3 separate regions of the Mus musculus genome follow, and all the other regions are linked to region 2. Evidence: chromatin contacts called from public promoter capture Hi-C data. All regions are on one chromosome and are shown on one strand. The core of a region is the stretch at or near the end of the contact, and the rest is flanking DNA. Distances in the headings are between cores, read along the strand shown. Region 1 holds the start of F13b (coagulation factor XIII, beta subunit). Region 2 holds the start of Platr22 (pluripotency associated transcript 22). Region 3 holds the start of Lhx9 (LIM homeobox protein 9).

Region 1 (4,362 bases), core at 1,341-3,840, 2.8 Mb before region 2:
TAGCCCCCTGGCTGTCCTGGAACTCACTTTGTAGACCACACTGGCCTCGAACTCAGAAATCCACCTGCCTCTGCCTCCCAAGTGCTGGGATTAAAGGCGTGCGCCACCACCGCCCGGCTTACGTGTACATTTTTGGTATTTCTTCCCAAGTGCTATTAAAACCAAATAAAACGACTTATTGTTAATAGCAGCTCATTTACAGAATTTTATGTAGGGTATTTTATAACCATACTTTTCTTGTTATTTATGTATATAAAGTTTAATCAGTGATCATATTTAATATAAATAAACATTCTTTTCTCGGGAACGAGTGCTGACAGCACGCACTGACTTACTGTAGCACCTTGGGTTTGGAGACCAGCCTTCTGCTGTGCACCTGATTTGCTCTTCTTGCTTCCCACTTTCGGTTGCATAGCCAGCCAAACAGAAGAATGATAGTTTTTTGTCTACGCTCATGGGGAAGTAAAAGCTTTTAAACGTATAATAATATTGGGCAATCCTTCCATTTTCCACGGTAGGAAAATCACACTGTTTCTCTGAAATGAGGAAAACTCAAGCTGAAAACAGAAAAACATTCAAAAACCCATAAAACTCATGAGGAAACAACATTTCTAAAAGGTTGAGGGGGTTTTGTTGCTTTTTTTGTTTTGGTTTTGGTTTTTGGTTTTGTTTGTTTTTGTTTTTTGTTTCGGCAGATCTTTCAGTTTGCACTTACTTTCATAACCTAAGTTTAGAAGTGATACTGTCTCAGTCTAAATATCTAATATAATGCCCACTGCTCTTTATATAAACTGGCAATTCGGAACAGCTGTGTTACTCAGAGTAACTGACCGGTGACTTCTTGGAAGCTTGTCCTTGCTTTGTAGAACACTCTCATAGATACACCATGTCATCCCACATGCAATTTTAACACTTCTGAAAGTTACACTGGTAAGAGTAAAAATAAAAATGAATGCTTACTTTGCTTTAATAATAGGGTTTATTTAATCTAATATGTTAAAGTGTTCTATATTCTTTGTTCACACTTTTTAAATCCAGCAGGCCTTCCATTCACAGATCAGCTCTGCTTGGATCAACTGTTTCAGTGCTCAGTAACCATGCAGTTGATACTCTGTATTGGCAGGGAGTTGACTCCAAGGCTCCCCATAGATGCCAAAACCCATGGATGATCAAATCTTTTACATTCAGCGATTAAAATTTTGCATATAGCTTACACACCTCCACTAGTTTAGACTAGTGGTTCACAACCTTCCTAATACTGTGACCCTTTCATACATACAGTTAATGTTGTTATGATCCCTTTACCATAAAATTATTTTGTTACTTCCTAAGTATAGTTTTGCTACTGTCGTGAATCATAATGTAAATATTTGATATACAGGACATCCGATACATGACTCCAAAGGGGTCATAGCTCACAGGTTGTGAACCACTAGTTTAGACAATCTTCCAATAGAGTGGGCTTGATAGACGCCTATAATTTCAAATCATTTTCAAAAGGGTAATAATGAATGAAAGAACCTAGTTGCATATAAGCCATGTGACTTGTTTGAGGAGGCAAAGTGTCCCATGGTAATGAAGTCAGAATGGTTACCTCCATGTTCTGCTGCCTTAGAAAGAAAATAATGATAATGTCAGCCAGAGCTGAGAAAAACAAGACAAAATTATAGTCACCACACCATTGTCAGCATCTAGTGAAACACACACAGTCAAGTTCCCAAACATTCTAGTATTTCCCATGCATAATCACACGTTTACCATGGTAAGACCCAAAGTAGCTGCTATGGAGGACAGTGATGGCCACAAGGGCCACTGCTCTGGAAAGAAGAGACAACACCAACCAATGGGCTCACTGTCCTGGCTGATACATCAAATCTGTAGTGTTGATATCTCTGGACAATTTGATTTATAGCATTATTTTGACAGACTCATATCTCTCACTGTCTCCCAATATCCCTGTTTCTATAATCAACAATATTGGCATCAAAATAATCCCTATGTAATAACTCCAAAGAAAATAGAATCATGAGGAGAAACCTTGCTAGTGATTTTGTTCTTTTTCAAATTTCCCACATTATATTCTCTCCTCTTAAAAAGAGGAGAGAACTAAACTTATGCAAGTGTTACTATTATGCATAGATCCTTGCCTAAAATTATAATTAAGGCAAATATGTGACTTTCAAATTGACCAGATTACCAGCATTATCAGCATTAATTTGGCGAATAACTAATAAACCAGAAAACACTTTAAAGTAGTTAGACCCTGGCTCCCCGTGCTCCCAAATCTAGAGAAATAAAGGATTCCAAAGAAACATTATCAAGATGTTTAAACAAGTTACTTTTATGTAAAGCATGCATTACAAAACTGGCATGTGAAAGTGAAATATTAGGTCAAAATTCAAGAACTATGATACTTAGATGACACTTAGACTCTCTCTTCTCTATATGTATTTTAGAGAATAAAGAGTAATAAAAGAATTTTACCTTCTGCATAGAGTTCTCCTGAGAGGATTAATAAAAGAATAAATGGCAAGTGTCTCAGCGTCATCATCAGTGTGTCTCATGAAGATTTTTACAGCTCTAAAGCACCCAGGATCTCATTACTAAATACTCAATACTTCTCTTGACAAAACAAGTTAATAATTACAATGTCTGTCTAAGTACCTTTGGAACGAGGTAACATTTTACTTAAACTAGTCTCAAATAATTGAAAATATTGTGCCAGTATTAGCTGACAATAATTTTCTGAGTTTAATAAGAACATATGAGGCAACATAGGCAAAAAAATGACAGCAGCATAAATAATGAATACAGGCCAAATACGGAAGGGTATATTTCAAGTCAGAGTCACAACTATTTATTCCTAGGGCAAAGTCTACCTGCTCGCTGCTGTTTACAAGCTTTGAACTGAGCAAAGATGAACTTAGAGAGCATGAGGCAGTGGACACTTGATATGAAAATACATTGTTTGGCCTGTAGTCTCCCAAATTATAAATGATCTTCTCTTAAAGTATGACAGCAAATTATAAAAGCAGTAAGGCACAATATGTGCTGTATTTGGGTATTACAGTATTACTCACTTATGAGAAAGTTTTGAATGACCACTATGGACAAGTTATAAAGACCCTGTCTCCACAGCCTAAACACTTTCCTGACCTAGCCAACTCAGTCAGTCTTCAAGGTCTCAAGTGAGGGAGAGAGGATTGAAAAAGAAAAACAGCTAGACAAAATTATAGCGCGACTCCAACCTGTACTGAGGCTGAGGCAGGTTTATTTTTCTCCAGCCTGCTTTTATACCTTTCTAGCAACATTCAAAAAACATGGTCGGTTCTTAGATCAAAGACAAAGTAATCAAGCAAAGTAGTAAACAAGGAGATCACACAAGAAAGCAGTCAAGCAAAGTAGTAAGCAAAGAGATCACACAAGATAATAATTAAGTAAAGCCCCACGGTCCGTGTTTCTAATATTCTTATCTGAGCCTACTTCTTGTCCCAGCCCAGTGACAAATGTCAAGTTCTTAGAAGCTGCACCAAAAGCTCTCAACTCTTTTCACCTAGGCTTCACCTCTGAAAACTATTGTGTTACAGAACTTTGGGTCCTACATGTGATTATTCGGAATATATATTCAAAGCATAGCAGTGCCCAGTATTAAACTGCTGCCCCAACCTTCTGGTCTTTGCTGTGGTATATTGATTAGGTTCCTTATTTAACATATCTTTGTATCTCAAGAGCAAGTCCTAGTTGGTGGTATACACTCCATTCAGTGCTCTCCTGCGTTTACTAATTTCCTGTTTGTGCTGGTGTCTGTTCATCAGGAATAGCCTTGTCCGGCTTTGGTATCCTGTGATGCTGGCTTTACTGAAGGAGTCTGGAAACTTCTTTGCTTCTTTCTGGACACAATGAAAGCAAGGTGGTTCTAGTTGATCTCAAAATATTTGGGAGAAACCGCCATCTAGAAAAGGTCTTTAGATTTTCTGTTCTTAATTTCTTGTTCAGTTTAAGTCTGTTCTAATTTGTCTAATTTTTGTTTTGTTTTGTTTTTTTCTGATTCAGTCTTGACAGGTATTTTAGTTCTTTGTGTCTTCGCTATGACTGATTCTCAGCACTCAAAGAAAATGTGTTTCTTAAGTTCACAGTTCTGAAAGCCCAAAGGCACTGCTATTTTGATTTAAATTTTGTTTCTCTCCTTCACTCACACTTCCTCTCCACTGAGAAACATTTGAATGGAATGTTTTTGCTTCCCTCTTTATCAGCCTGTTCCTATCTTTAAAACAATGTTAGACAATAGGCAGGATAGTTGTCTTTTTTTTTTTAAATACATTTGTAGTGGTTTGAATAAGCTTGTCCCAGGGAGTGGCACTA
Region 2 (4,723 bases), core at 1,509-4,008:
CAGTTTGGCAACCTGCCCCTTCCCTCTCAGAGTTTCTCCTCTCTCCTCCTCGCATCTCAAAAAAGTGCTACTGAGGCTCACCGTCTTACCGCTCTGCAGAATCAACAGCACACAATCTGCTATAAATAAGTGAGAAAGAGCCAGAAGAGGAGGCCAGGAGAGAGAATGTGAACCCAGGGTGGTATGTGCCTGTAATCCCAGAATTCCAGAGGCTGAGGCAAGAGGATCTTGGCAACTTTGAGGTCAGCAGGGTCTATGAAGCAAGACCTTGTTTCAAAAAAAGTGGAGGCTGGGCCAGGAGAGATCGCCACCTCATCTAGCAACGGAAACGGGACTCCAATTGAGCAACCCGGGAATTTAATCATTCCCTGAAGCCGACAGGGGTGTGCCCAGGGCTTAAGGGAAGCCTATCAGGACACATTCCTGCCTTCTCTATCTCCATGCACAAGTCTGACCCTCACTGCTGAGGGCTTATCCAAAGGGCTTTTCTGAATCCAAGAAATAAGCTAACTACAATTGAGAAAATAAAGCCCAGAGCTGGAGAGATGGCTCAGTGGATAAGAACACTTGCTATTTCATAAAGGATCTGCATTTCCAGCAACTGAATGGGGGTTCACAAGCATCCAACTCCAACTTCAGGATGCACAAGATGTCCAGACCTACCTGCAAGAAAAACACTCATACACATAAAATAATAAAATAAATAGGTCTAAAAGAAGAAAGGAAAAAGGCCCAGTTGCACACTTAACCCCACCACTCAGTAGTCAGGAGAGACAAGGGCATCTCTGTGAGTTCAAGGTCAGCCTGGGTTACACAGCAAGCTGCAGGTGGGGCTACACAGTGAGACCCTGTCTCTAAGAAAAACCAAAAATGAATAGAAAGAAAACACAGGGCTGGAGAGATGGCTCAGTGGTTAAAAACACTGGCTGCTCCTGCAGAGTACCCGGACTTGATTACCAGCACCCACATAGTTTACAACTGTCTATAACTCCAGTTCCAGGGGATCCTGGACCCCTCATCTCCATGGGCACCAGGAGCACACATGTGATGTGTACCAATATATATACTTATATACACAAATAATTAAAATTATTATAAAAATAACATCCTTATATATCAACTGGCAAATGGTCACTACCCTAACACCTCCCAGGACACTGACTCCTTAACATAAGCCCCAGGACCTTAACACTTCAGCCACACTCGTAGATGGTCCAGACCATCGGTGCTAACTGTTGAATATCTATGTGTGTTGCTCTCTCAAGAAGAAAAGTCCCTAAGATAGTTTCCAAAACCTTGGGAAGCACTGGGGAGGAAGGCTGGACTTTCTTCCCTTCCCAGCACCTCCCCCGCCCGCCCTCCCCCCCCCCCCCCCGCACACCACCCCCACATCCTGCACTCTGCCAAGCCCCCCACCCCACCCCCCACCCCCCCGCCGGCACACCCCAAGCAGGCTTACCACCCTCCACCTTGCTTTTCTTTTCTTTTCTTTTTTTTTAATTTATGAAACGCTTCACAAATTTACATGCCATCCTTGCAGCAGGGGCCAGGATGTATCATTCCAATTTTAGTATATGTGCTGCCGAAGTGAGCACTCTTTTCTTTTTTTTAATTAAAATTTTCTTTTTGAGAATGTCATACATAAATAGTTTCCTCCCTAATTGGGAGTCCCAGTGCTATTATTAGTTTTGGGTTGGTTTTTTGTTTGTTTGTTTGTTTGTTTAGTTTTTCGAGACAGGGTTTCTCTGTATAGCCCTGGCTGACCTGGAACTCACTTTGTAGACCAGGCTGGCCTCGAACTCAGAAATCCGCCTGCCTCTGCCTCCCGAGTGCTGGGATTAAAGGTGTGCGCCAGGTTGTTTTATTTTTTTAAGTTTTTTGCTCTTTTTGTACTGGGACACAGAGCTACACATCAGCCTCAAAAGGCTAGTTTTTCATATCTAATGCATCACAGAACTCTCTAGAATCTCCCTATTTATACTGCAGTGTCACCTACACACACACATACAGTGAAGTCATACATCTTTACGTGCACAGCACCAAGAAACTAGAAACATCTAACATCCTATCTGTGAGAAATATGGAGAATTCTTACACCACAAATTCAAAAAAGGCAAAGAAAACACAAAACACATATAATTTGGGGTTTCCCATACGTTCCTGGATCAAAAACAACATCTAAGGTTGCTATTTTAAAGCCAAATTAAAGTGTTGATGTATATGTGTGTGTGTGTGTGTGTGTGTTTATGACAGGAAACGTCCCTAACAATAACACTTTATTTCCTGCAAACTACAAATAAATTCCATGCATTCCCATGCTTACTTTGCTCTGGAGCCCAGGGCCACTGACTCAGAGTCCGAGACCTCCTGTGTCATTGAGAAGAAAGTTTCTGTTAGGGCCCTAAGGTCTTTCTCAATGTTTTGAACCACTTAACAAAGAATTTGACAAACTGAGATACGTGAAACCTTAGTCACCAAGGACGGCTTCTACGACCTCAGTCTACAGGTATTTTTACCGAGCCATCCCTGAGTCACCAGGCTCTGTAAAAAACTCCAGTATGATCTTGTTTCACTAACCTTCACATCTTTTCCTAACGGAGCTTGCCGCCGGTGGTCACGTGGTACTGATCCTCTTCCTTTTCGGGGCGCAAGCAGCAGAGATTCAAGGCAGTCCGGTAGCCCGATCCGCACCCACACAAAAGTGTTTGGTAATCGCTAACTAAACAAAGAGGAAACGGCCAGGCCTGAAGCCACATTCCCAAACTGATTCCTCGGAACATTCCTCCTTAGAGGTGCCTGCTGACCCAGGGCGGTGGCTAACCCCCTGCTGTGCACAGGAATCCACCAGGCCCACATCTTACAAGCCTCTCACTCAGCGGTCCCCAAACTTACTGGACACTCCCTTTTCTCTAGCATCGTCATTAACATTCCACCTGTACCTTAGGCCTTGCCTGTCTGGTCAGTTCTGCTGAATTCACAGCCCCAGGTATTGTGGGTAATTATCCCTTGCTTACTCCAGGAGTAGTCAGAAGTCAGGATGTCCGTTTGTTTTTGATGGAGGGGACTGGGCCTCAGGCATGCCTGGCTTTCCTCTACCACCGAACTTCCTACCTGTTAGAATTTATGTCCTTTGGTGGGAAATGCTCAAATCCAAAATCCATTGGTCTGTCACTACCAGTTTTCCAGGGGAGACAGGGTGAGGTAGCCTCGCTTCCTACTCACCTCTTTCCTGGCATTACAGAATATGCCAATTCCTTGGCCTGGCACTTGACCTACATGACTGAGAGCTTACAAACAGGAGTTGCAGTCTGAATTCAGAGTCCAGTCTCCTCTGTTTAATAGACCTTGGGCAAATTGTTTCACCTCTCTGAGCTTCAAGGTTTCTATCTGTGAAACAGAATAAAAGGTACCTGGCTTTTGAAAGAAAGGTTTTTTTCTAGAGCAGATTAAATTGGCTACGTAGCCGGGCAGTGGTGCCACATGCCTTTAATCCCAGCACTTGGGAGGCAGAGGCAGGCTGATTGCAGAGTTCAAGGCCAGCCTGGTCTACAGAGTTCCAGGACAGCCAGGGCTATACAAACCCTGTCTCAAAAAAAAAAAAAAAAAAAAAAAAAAAAAAAAAAAAAGTGGCTATGTAAAGCCTGAAGTATGCTGGCTCTGGGGCACACGCCCTAAGTGCCAAGAGCTGGTTTTCCGGTGCCCTTGGCCCATCTTTAGTTAATACAGCTTTAACACCTGGGACAGAAGACAGAGGAAATGGAAAGTTGGGCTGGAAGGGGAAGAGGGCGCCTGCGGAAGCATTTTACAATGTGAAGTGAGGTCAGAGGCACAGACACAAAGATCAAAGCCTCGCAAAGTAGGAGGTGGGTGTGTCCCAGTCTGAGGAGCCAGGTCCTACCTCCAAAACCTCCCCGCTGCACTAAGCACCCAAGGATGGGACCTCTTCCCTTTCTCCCCTCACAGTCACCAAAGGCCATCGCAACCAAAGGATGAGAGCTGAGGGCAGGCACCGAATGCACTTCCCTAACCACAGAGACAGAGTTAAACATTGTTTTAAAAGGGGTGTGCTCAGCAAGTATTTGTCGAATAAATAAAAGCTTTGCGTGAAGGAGAGTTAAGTATGCCCGTGACTAACTGAGATTAAAGAAGCATTGGGGACTGCCATTTCTCTTCACCCTGAGAGGAAGAGTTAAGTTTATGGTTCAGGACATAATGTCTGCTACTGATAACCAGCTCTGTAGAATGAAAGCAATCATAAACAATATGTAAATGACTAATGCAGCTATGGCCAGTAAAACTATATTTGTTTATATATTTATATAGATGTGTATGTTTGGGTATATATATACATATGTATATATATATGCAAAAATGAATATACATGCAGAATCACACAGAGAGATTCAACGTTTGAATGATCTCATATGTTAAGACTTAGGATTTTGGGGCTGGTGAGATGGCTCAGTGGGTAAGAGCACCCGACTGTTCTTCCGAAGGTCCAGAGTTCAAATTCCAGCAACCACATGGTGGCTCACAACCATCCGTAACAAGATCTGACTCCCTCTTCTGGTGTGTCTGAAACAGCTACAGTGTATATTACATATAATAAGTAAATAAATCTTTAAAAAAAAAAGACTTAGGATTTCTTTTATTTATTTATTTATTTATTTATTTATTTATTTATTTATTTATACTCCAAAATTTATTCCCCTCCTGGCCCACC
Region 3 (4,561 bases), core at 225-2,724, 2.1 Mb before region 2:
TTCTTTCTTCCTTTCCTTCCCTAGCCCCTTTCCCCAGCTTCTTCTCCTCAGCCTTCCTTCCAGATTGGGTTAAAGTTCCACGTGGAGCCGCCTGGGTGGAGGGAGGCGGCGGTGCCGCGGGGTGCTTCTCCAGCTTTCTAGACAGAAGCCCCGATGCTCGCCCGCAAGCCCGAGAAGTGGTGGTGAAGCCGAGACTGGCGAGCAGGCAGAGAGGAGCGGGAGCGGCCAGGCTTTCTTCCCTTTCGGATTAAGTTCCCGTCGCTGCTCCTGGCATCACGATCCTAGGACTCCCCCCACCCCCACCCCGTGGTCGTTTCAGTGAATCCACAATATCAGAGTATTGCGGTATTGTGGACACGTTTTAATGGGTCCAGAGGGAGGGGAAGGGCCGAGCTAACTAGAACAGAGGGCGACAGAACAATACCATCTCTTGTGAGGAGCAGTCTGCCATCCTGCCTGTTAGTTCTCACTTCCCCGCCTCCACCCAGAGCCTCTTTCACACCCTTCTAAGTGTGTGGAACACTAGCGGCTATTGCCTCGTCGTCCTACCCTAGTCGGGCATCCAGCTCACCCAAGACCTGTGCACGGTGACAAATTCCAAAGGGGACTCTAGAATTCCAAGTTTACCTTCAATCTAGAATTAGGTAAAAGAGTAACCCGCTCCACGGTCAAGGTTCTGTTAAGTATACAGTCTACAAAAGCATGTCCTGGCCTGTACACTCGAAAAATTTACTATATATATGTATATATATATATAGTAAATATATATATTTCCAAAAGTATTACTCAGAAAAGTAGGCTCTCCACGCCCCTTTTTCACTTTGGTGGACGTCTCAGAGCCTGGTGGCACCGCCTGCCCTCGGGGAGGTTAGGCAAGCAGACAACTGTCTGAAGAGTGCTTTTAATAAGTAAGTTAAGAAGAGATGGGGAGCAAGGGAGCATACATTAAAAGTACCGTTTCCGTGGAGTGATTCAAAGTCTGTGGGGTTTTTATACATTTCTGGTGACAGTCTTGTAAAACGGGGATTTAAAAAAGTCTGTAGATGAGAAGGAAACTTAAGGTTTGGAACTGATCTTCTGTGCACTCCTGGCTGGGGTCGGATAAACTAGGATCAAATCCAGGATGCGGACAATAAGGGCTCCTTTACCGCTTTGAAAACATGACTGTTGGGAACTCTTGGAAAGATGTATGCTTGAGGGTGTGTGTGTGTGTGTGTGTGTGTGTGTGTGTGCAGGCGCGCATGTGGGGAGGGGGTAAAGACCCCCTCCTTCTGCCTTTCCCCCAGTCCCCCACCCCTTTGTAATGTTTGTCCCTGCTTGCCCATCACCAGGGGGTTGAGAGGAGGTATGACAGGTCTTTGTTGTCTGAATAAAAATCCGTGGCAGCTCCAGGGAGAGGACTCCTCCTACTAAATTATCAAAAATGGGCTGGCTTTAGTCTCTTAACAAATTGGACACAGCTCCGGCTGGAGCAGTCCCCAACGCAACCTACAGGCACTGGGAACTTGCAGGCAGCCGGGGACCGCTGAATCTAGCACTTCGTTCTCTTTCTTTGTGTTCAAAACTATTTTTCTTTCTTCCTTAGATTTTGTTTTCCTCCCCCCCACTTCAACCCCCCTCGGCAGTTGTTTTCCATTAGTAACTCGATCTCTCGCTGCAGTTAGAATCGCCTGCTTTTCCCTCCGTCCGCGTTTGTTTGTTTTCTGCACATCTCCTTCTGGAAAACCCTGGATATCCCCCCCCCCCGCCCCCTTCCCCGTCGTTCTTTTGCCTCGGTCTTTTCCCTCTCAAGTAGAGCTATTTCTACTCTGTCGTTTTCTTCTTTCCTCTCTTGTCCCTGTTCCCCAACGCGTCTCTACGCTTCTGCATCGCGCAGCCCTGTGCGGTCGCTTTTGCTTCTTCACTCGAATGAACTGAGAGCCCCAGGCGTGTGTTTATGGAAATAGTGGGGTGCCGAGCCGAAAACAATTCGTGTCCTTTCCGCCCCCCAGCCATGCTCTTCCACGGAATCTCCGGAGGCCACATCCAAGGTATCATGGAGGAGATGGAGCGCAGATCCAAGACTGAGGCCCGTCTGACCAAAGGCACTCAGCTCAACGGCCGCGACGCGGTAAGGACCAGTCCGGGCGCGGCGCCCGGGAAACAGCGAGTCTCCCGGTCCGCCCAGGTTGGGGATGGCGGGTCCCGGGGACTTTTGCCTAGGGATGTTCGCAAGGTTTTCACGAGAGGCGTGCTTGCTAGGCAAGGTTCCCTTTCCGAATCGAGGTGTCTAAGATGTTGTAGTCCTGAGCTCTCCAGTCTTTGTATAGCAGCTGATCCCGAGCCGACAGGGCAGCGGGCCTTGGAAGGAGCGGGCGTGCTCCCTGCCAACCACAAACTCCAGTCTCCCGCGACCTGGCCGCCAGGCCGGATCCGCCCGCCCCCAGGGCAAGCCTTGGTGCAGTTAATAGGGGGACTACTTACCGGCCTGGCGTCCTTGCCCTGGGATAGAAGACAAGACCTTCAGAGTAGACCTCAACGTTCTGGTCCTTTTCCCATTCTTCGGAGCTCAGCACCCGAAACCAGAGATTGTTAGGGGCTCTGCAGGACAGTTCAGCTGCTCTGGTCGTCACAAAAATTGCGTTTCTCTTCCTTATGGGACCAGTGTATTGGATAGTGGGAAATCAAATCAAATAAAATGCGAAGGAGCGGGTCCCTAGTCTAAAAGCAAGAACATGAGCGCTACAACCTCAAGAGATGGAATCTACTATTGCGGTTCCTATTCGTAACAGCAGTTATTATGTCTTCGTGAAAATACTAGTAACCTAAACATGTCCCCCTTCCACGCACCAAAGGGGGAAAAAACTACAGAAGTCTGCGGAGATGATTCCGGGCAAAGAGTGCTTTGTAGACCCTCTGTATAACAGCAAGGACTGTAGCTCAAACTGACCCGAGAGGGCTCTAGACAAGAACAGCGAGGTTTTGGGATAATAGTCCACTGTCGCTATTTGTATAATTAATTCAGTGAGAATCCAATATCTGAGTAAAGGACGAAATTTATCCTTCCCATGCCCACCAGAATGTAATAAGGGAAGCCCGGACTGTTTCTGCTAGTCTGAGGAAAGGGTCCAGCGGTGAACTTTTTACTTGTAATGGCTACTTTATTTTAAAAGCGGCAACCACATCCCAACTGTGTTTCTCAGAATAAGTTTTACCGCCTTAGCTAGCCTCATTTGGGAACTAGGTCTTAGTTTGGGAATCAAAAATTCAAGATAATTATCTGTGCTGTTTGTGCTGGCTAGAGAAAAGAGCGAGTGTACGGAAAAGAATGGATGGGGCTCTTCTTTCAGGACAGGCACTTCACTTTCTCACCAAGGATAGGGCTAGGGCGACGGCCTTAACAGCAAGAGCTGTTAGGTATGTCCGAATCACAACGACGGCCAAATTATTCTGCCTATATAAATTAAAAAAAAAGGAATTATAGTATTGTCTGTGTATAAAAGATTCACGTACTTCAGAATTCTAGTTCTCAATAACAGTTTGTTATTTTATTTTGTGTATTATTTGAAAGTTACACATTTTTAGCCTTAGTTATTCTCCTTCTGGACCGCCCATCAAAACATCCTGTAGGCTCTCAGCAAGCTCAAGATGTTGAGATTTTTTTTTAGGGTCACAAGGCTAGGAGGATCAGGATGCTAGGAAGGGGAACAGAATGTTGAAAATGGGGGGAAGTTGCAAATGTTTCTGTGGCCCTTGTAATGGTGTGCTGTTTTGCGCTGGGGTTGCCGTTCTGCCAGGACGTCCCGGGTTGTGCGGCAACGCCCCGAACCCACCCTCAGCCTTGCCTTGTGCTTGTTTCACAGGGTATGCCCCCTCTCAGCCCGGAGAAGCCTGCTCTGTGCGCCGGCTGCGGGGGCAAGATCTCCGACAGGTACTATCTGCTGGCCGTAGACAAACAGTGGCATCTTAGGTGCCTGAAGTGCTGTGAATGTAAGCTGGCTCTGGAATCTGAGCTCACCTGCTTTGCCAAGGACGGTAGCATTTACTGCAAGGAGGATTATTACAGGTACTGCCCCCACCCCCAGCCCCTTCACACACTCCTCTGACCCAATTCACCAGATAGAACCACTGCGATAGAGCCACTGCGAGAATCCGGAGTCCCTTCTCTGTCCCTTTTTTTTTTTTGGCTCGGTCAGAGTACAGGTGTGTGTGTGTGTGTGTGTGTGTGTGTGTGTGTTGTTTTTCGTAAATGAGGGAAATTGCCTTAAAACTGTGTATACTCCATTGGTGAGGATGGGCGAGAAGGATCCCAGGGTGTAATGAGTTTTATCAGGGTTCTCAGCTCTTCACAGCATCCTCCGGAAAAATCAGGGAGAAGAGGAAATGGACAGGTATCAGGTGAAGGAGACAATATTTTGTTGTTGTTGTTGTTGTGTTTTGTGGTCCCCCTCAATATGAATTGGCCAGCTCCCCCACTTTTGGCCCAGAAAGCAGCAGCCAGGTGGGTGACAATGGTCCTGTAAATGCCTATGAAAAAGTCACAGAGGCCACTGTTCCAGAAATGGCTAGTCAGAACCAGATT

The links. Promoter capture Hi-C pulls out the DNA fragments that hold promoters and counts their contacts.
Region 1: a promoter capture Hi-C map of liver shows a contact between it and region 2, with 3 times the contacts expected there. The contact joins the promoter of F13b here to the promoter of Platr22 in region 2. A contact is called at or near these places in 1 of 39 promoter capture datasets (liver) and 1 of 115 datasets of contacts at active chromatin or transcription factors (embryonic stem cells).
Region 3: a promoter capture Hi-C map of hippocampal neurons shows a contact between it and region 2, with 3 times the contacts expected there. The contact joins the promoter of Lhx9 here to the promoter of Platr22 in region 2. A contact is called at or near these places in 5 of 39 promoter capture datasets (the 3T3-L1 cell line, embryonic stem cells, hippocampal neurons and 2 more) and 2 of 9 other capture datasets (adipose tissue and liver).

Annotation. Positions count from the first base shown.
Region 1 is chr1:139,499,935-139,504,296 of GRCm38.p6, reverse strand. F13b (coagulation factor XIII, beta subunit) reads right to left here and starts at 2,590. Exons shown (of 12, transcript NM_031164.2): 1 at 2,485-2,590; 2 at 336-536. The coding sequence starts at 2,551.
Region 2 is chr1:136,694,246-136,698,968 of GRCm38.p6, reverse strand. It overlaps Platr22 (pluripotency associated transcript 22), which reads right to left and starts at 2,758. Exons shown (of 5, transcript NR_037986.1): 1 at 2,578-2,758. It also overlaps the pseudogene Gm24086.
Region 3 is chr1:138,839,357-138,843,917 of GRCm38.p6, reverse strand. Lhx9 (LIM homeobox protein 9) reads left to right here and starts at 1,474. Exons shown (of 5, transcript NM_001042577.1): 1 at 1,474-2,110; 2 at 3,843-4,045. The coding sequence starts at 1,937.